2 separate regions of the Salmo salar genome follow, and region 2 is linked to region 1. A link is a contact called in public Hi-C data. All regions are on one chromosome and are shown on one strand. The core of a region is the stretch at or near the end of the contact, and the rest is flanking DNA. Distances in the headings are between cores, read along the strand shown.

Region 1 (3,138 bases), core at 374-2,873:
CATTTGAACATTTTGAGTAATCAGGGTGACAGATTCAATACTGCCGTGCACACTCTCGCCTGCATCTAGCTGATCTAAGATGTAATCATTAGTCCAACAGCTGCAAATTAGTTTCTATTGTACAAGTTCAGCTGTGTTTATCCCCATTTTGTTCAGTTTGCTTCAGTTTAAGAAATGTTTTTCCACAGAATTGGCGGAATGAATACATCACCGGCAAACACAGTTCACCTTCATAGCAGCCACATACTAACAGCATGATCACTTTGCTCGTTGTATAATTTCTTCTCGCATCTATCCCCCTTTCACCTTCTCCCTTTGCTTGTGGACTTGAGTGCACAACACAACAGCTGTCCGTGACCAGACGAAAAATCCTTTCCAAGCCAAACCTTCATACCATAACCGTTAACTGCGACACACAGCCTACATTGTCGTTACCATATTAGCTAACGTCATAGTCAACATAGCTACTAGAACTAACGCATTAGTAAACCCGCTACAGTCATGCAGTACAGTGAACAGCAAGCAGTTTAGCAGTTACACCGGCGGGCCCCGATGGCAATAAATGAATAAACCCAAAAGCTTACCTTGAATTGGAAGAGTTCTAGTGTTGAATAGCCATAGCCAGCTAGCTAACATAGTATCCCTCTCTGTTTGAGCTGCATTCGCTAGCTAAGTAAGTGAAAGTGAAAAAATAGACAATGAAATATAGCTATCTCTCTCGGTCTCTCTTGCTTCTCATTCATTTTTGAGGAAATTATTTTGTTAAAAACTGTTGAACTATTGTCTTTCTCTTTGAGTCAACTAATCACCATATTCTATGTACTGCAGTGATAGTTAGCTGTAGCTTATGCTTTAAGCAATAGATTCATTCTCTGATCCTTTGATTGGGTGGACAACATGTCAGTTCATGCTACAAGAGCTCTGATAGGTTGGAGGACGTCCTCCAGAAGTTGTCATAATTACTGTGTCTATGGAATGGGGTGAGAACCATGAGAACCATGCTTCCCCAGAAAGTGCTGTTGAGTCTACTGTGGAACTTCATTGCAAAACAGTGTGTTTTAATAAATTATTTGTTGACCTGAATATATTTAATATAGTTTTATCAAAAAGGAAACGTTTTAAATGTTTCAAAATTACATTTTTTTAATGAAATTCAATGAGGAGGATGGTCCTCCCCTTCCTCCTCTAGGGAGCCGCCACTGTTTGGAACTCTATTTCTTATTGGTCTATTACCTAACTTACCGCCTGGTGACATCACCAGGCAGGCCAATACTCCATCCAACCAAAACAGGCTGACATTTCAGGCTTTCTTTTCAAAAAAGCTCTTACACTAAACTAATCATTATTTTCACAATTTCACAGTATTATTCCAACCTTTTAGTGTGGAAATATATATAAAACACAGAAATAACACGTTTTTGACTGAACAGGGCCTTTAAATAATCCGTGGCAGTCAGCGTATAGTGTAAAATGCAAATCATAACATTGTAATTACCCATTTCCACACAAAAACAATCTTAATTACTCATCACCAGACAACAACCATCTGTGGATCCACCATCGCCCCAACGATCCCCCGCTACTTCTCCTCTTGTGCCTTTTATGAATGCACGCGCCTCAGCAGCTGTCATTCTTGTTTGAAAAGCGGGTGCCCGCACTCTGCACCGAACAGCACAGCGCCACACACACTCAGTTTGAAGATTATGTTGTGGTTTCTGTCCATTTTTTAGAAAACAGACAGAATGAGGAGGTGAAAAAATCTTGCATTTACGCACAAGGAGGGAATAAGGACACATTCCGAAGGCGCTCACAAAGAGACCGTTTACCTCAAAGAAATAAAACAATTATACCCGACTCAGTGGTTTCGATACACCCCGTCTGAATCGTGGATTATTACGAGGAAATCGCTTTGGAACCATGAGCTGGGGGTCAGAGCTATGGGTAAGAATAATCTCTTCATTTATTAGCCACTATTAGTGGCTATCGATAGTGAGAAACAGCCCGACGACTCAACAGTGCTCGCAAACCAAGCCCGAATGTTTATTAGCTACATTGTAATAACTGCAAAACAAGCTACACCGTCCATTTTCCCAGTCGTCAATCAGTTCATCCCAATGAAGGCTAATTCCAATTGGAAGTCTGTCATGTTCCCTGCCTAACTGACATGTAGGCCATTGATGTGTAGCTAGCTAGCTTGTCCAGACCGATGTGCATGTGTGCCTACTGTAGCCTACATCATAAAAACGATACACACTGAGCTATTTTACGCTTTCAATTCAATTCAATACAATTCAACACAACATAACACTAACATGCTTTTATAAAACACACCGCCACTTGATGTTTTTCACTATAGAGTCCAGGCAGTGCTTGTAGGTCAGCTAGTCCACTACCATTCCAGACCATATTTGTCTCCCGTGTGATCGAGAAAGCGGAAGGCATTATAATACTAACACATTTATTTCATGTAATTTAATGCTTGTTGGTGTGGTACCTGGGTCATCTGAGAATACTCAAATGCTTGTATGAAAATAAACAACAACAGCAGCAGAGCAGTCAGCATTGTAGCTGAAAATTAGGGATGCAGTCAGTGTTTATGACGTTTTGTTTAGGCTAGATGTAGGCTGTACACACATTACATGTCCTATGTCTAAATGGATTTGTCTTGGAACCACACTATAGAACAAGGAGAGTCTTAATAGGAAGGTCTGAGTTGACAGGATATAGGGCTGTGGCTTCTCAGAAGCTACTTTTTCAGAAGCTACTGTTACACACACCACACTGTGCTGTCATTGTCAGCCATGTTGCAATCAGCCAAATGACAGCTGATCTTCACAATGCAGCCAGTCAGCTCTCCTCCCATGTCTCACACATACAACCAAGACAGCATCATAATCAAAACCGGTTGTGCCACAGATTGACATGAACTCGCTTGATTTAGCGAAAGCTGTTTTAACATATTTTAATATAATCTTTTGCATCAATAATGATTTTTTACATTTAAAACATTCTATGATAATGACAATTAAGGGGGTGGGATTACATTTGCATGCTCCTACAAACAGTTGCTAGTGAAAGTCTACACACCCCTTGCACAGTCTTCACATTTTGCTGCATGAAAATTACATCTAAAAAGGA
Region 2 (3,138 bases), core at 324-2,823, 96 kb after region 1:
TTGGGTTTTTCTCTTACCTGTTTTTAACATTATTTGGGCCCTTATGTATTTATCTCGTTTTGTGTTCCTCCCTCCTTCCTTTTTTGTCCTCTCATTTTGATTCTGCACCTTTTCCTCCTCCTCCTCCTCCTTGGTCACGGCTCCCTCTTAATGGTAGCTTATGTCCCTGTTAACGTCCCCGCACCAGCCCCCCCCCGGCCCCCCAGCCTCCAGCCCCCCCTCACCCTGTGCTGTTCCCAACGACCCCCAGTCTCCCAAGCAGAACAAGGAGCCCCTCTCCAACCGCTTCAACGAGTTCATGGCCTCCAAACCCAAAATGACCTGCCTCCGGAGCCTGAGGCGAGGGGTAAGTGTGTGTGTGTCGTGCTGTGGATGTGGTCATCTGTGTGTGAGAGAGAGTGTGGAGAGTGTGTGTGTTGCGTGTGTGCTCGCCTGTCCCCGGGCTCTGTAGCGCCGCTGTATGGCGGAGGTTCATCAGGTGGTGTTGACATTAGGCCTATATTCTTCTGTTATTAATCACTAATTGGCTATATATTATGTGTATTACATCATCATTTTCATGTTATCTCTGGAACATTGGGGAATCATCTCAACCAAAAATTAATAAAAACTGTACTGGGCCAAATCTATCTTGGACATCTGTCTATCCTCCAGCCTCCTCCATTCAGCGTTCTGCCTGTATCAGTCTCTGTGTACCGCTCTCTCTAGCATGCTTCCATAGTTCTGCTCTACCAGAACCACACAGTCTGTGTCAGTCTCTCTCCAGACATAAACTCAAACTCTCCACTTTGAACTCTAAAACTTCTTCACACACAATGACCGTGTCGTCTGAGCTCCCTCCTCATGACAGACATGAGTAGGTGTCCTGCTATATTGTAGCTCTCCTTGAAGTGTTGCCATGATGATGCAATGAAGGAAATCGCAAGTAATACATTGCTGGAAGTAGTAATGGGGAGAGTATAAGCAACTGGAAGAAGTTTTGTTCTTTAGTCAAGAATGACTTCCTCCTAAACAGCCTATCTGGGTCGAACTGAAAATCAATAACAGTATAATGTATAACGATTATGCATAAAGTCAAAAGTCAGAGTATTTTGAATATGATGTTGCGCTGTATGCTGATTGCGTCACTGAGTCTGTCGGGCCAGGCCCCGGCTTTTAGAAGTGCTATTTTAGAAGCAAGCCCCTGAGGTTCAACACACCCTCTTTATCTGCAGACAGACACGCTGCAGCTATCTGGTGTCACGCTGAGTTTCTATTCCTAAACCATGATCCCTGTCCAGGTCAGGCCACGCCCACGGCGCCCCACAAGGCTCCTCTTGACCTCAGGAACGGGCTAGGCTGCTCACGTGTTCTTTCCGGCCTCTACGAATAAAGTTTGTTTATGTTCCTATCTTTTGAAGGGCAACAGAAGGAATGGACCAGAGCCATACATTTCTCATATCTCGGCCCACAACGTATGACGTCTATAAGATCAGAGGATAAATAGTAGTAATAGTAAAACAATGTTCTCTCTGGGACCTTATCAAGGAGGAAATAATTGAAGGTCAGGAGAATGAGGAAATGGGGCGAATCTAGCAGGAAGTGAACGTCTTCAATAGAGGAAGTGGAGTAACAGTCATATTCTAAACGTGCAGGCCAGGGTAGTGGTTTTAATCTGAAGCATTGTTTTCTGTCAATGTTGCACATTTAAGTTAGTCCCTTACTTTATTCCTTTTATGTAGTACTGTATTGCGGGGAAGGGAGAATAAGAAAGTTCTGGTTTTTGTTTTGGTCGGTCAGGGTGACGTATTGAGCACCAGATTACCTATTTTTTAAGATTCATATCGCTATATCTGAATCTCTCAATCATCTTCAACCCTTTTCATATTCCATATTGATTTAGTATTTCTGTTTTTTTTGTCTGTATATTAACATTGTTAAGAATACGTTTACACTTTATTTTTGTGTTAAACTTTATTTTCAACCTTTTTTAAGAACAGTAGAGAAGTCAATTCAAAACAAGAGCTCCTTGAGAGATAAGGACACAGCTGGCACTTAAACCGATTAGCCCAAAACTGACCCTTACCTTAACCACATTTTTATGAATTCTGAAATGAAATATCGGTTTGGGCGTCAGGTGTGTCCTTATAGTCTTTTCTGCTCTGCCCAAGCTGGCACGGGCGGACATATTGCTTTAACGCCTGCTCAGGTGGACAGCACCCCAGTTTAATAGTAATCCAAAATACCTCTTAAAGAAGTATTCCATCTCTGGGTCAGGCTGGTCTAGTTATTAGTATGTATCGTAGTACAGCACTATACTGTACAGGAGCTGTTAATGAGTGAAAATATTCACATTATCAATTTAATAAAGCTCAGTACTAAGCAGAATATTAGTTATGAAATAAAAGTTTATTTCCCTTGATACAGTATCTTTGAGAGGACCAATGTCAGTTTTTGAGCATATTATAACTTTTTTTCATTGACTCGGTTATATAAAATGTGATATGAGTGTGTATTTTAATATCATGCTAGTTGTGTCTGTAGGTGGGGTTCTGGGTTCAGTCTCTGGCTGAGGGCTGCACAGCAGAGGGATGTTTCACCCAGCATGCCCCAGTGGGAGGGCCTGTTATTCCTCAGCCTTCTGGGGCCCGGCCCTCTGATCCAACTCCAGATACACACAGAGAGAGAGATGGAGGGAGTGAGAGAGAGTGTATGTGTGAGAGAGTGAGGATAACTGATGACAGCGTCATGAGAGTTAGTTAGTGTGTGTGTGTGTGAAAGACAGAAAGAAAGAGAGGGAGAGAGATGAATGATGTAAGCCTTTGAATGAGTGAGCGTGTGTGTGTGGGGGGGGAGTAGTAAACCCATTAGCTTCATTAGTAGCCCTGTGCTAATTGATGAAGCTGTTTTCTCTTTCATAACCACGGCAGCAGCCTCCTACTCGCCCTCGCTTGCTCTGTTATCACAAAGACTGGAGGACTCTGGGCATACCCACTTACGCTTTCGAGGCTAGTCAACATGTCGTAAGTGCGTATGTTGGCCGACTGTGTGTTCGTTTGCGTTAGGAAATATATGTGTGTGTCTGGGCCATGTGCGGCACAGACAGTAGTCTCATTTAATGATGATAACATTGACAGTATATATACACACACATTTATA

The links. A called contact is a pair of places that touch in the nucleus more often than the background predicts.
Region 2: a contact with region 1 is called in a Hi-C map of blood, with 11 times the contacts expected there. The contact joins the enhancer-like site here to the promoter of LOC106568736 in region 1. A contact is called at or near these places in 2 of 3 Hi-C or Micro-C datasets (blood and gill).

What each region holds. Positions count from the first base shown.
Region 1 is chrssa01:153,703,444-153,706,581 of Ssal_v3.1, forward strand. LOC106568736 (formin-binding protein 1) reads left to right here and starts at 1,624. Exons shown (of 19, transcript XM_045692406.1): 1 at 1,624-1,941. The coding sequence starts at 1,918.
Region 2 is chrssa01:153,799,053-153,802,190 of Ssal_v3.1, forward strand. LOC106568736 (formin-binding protein 1) reads left to right here. Exons shown (of 19, transcript XM_045692406.1): 10 at 158-346. Among protein-coding and RNA genes, the nearest start is that of LOC123726834, 27 kb to the right of the region's middle. Within about 2 kb of position 1,574, at least 3 of the 13 cell types and tissues checked have an H3K27ac peak or open chromatin away from gene starts, as enhancers often do.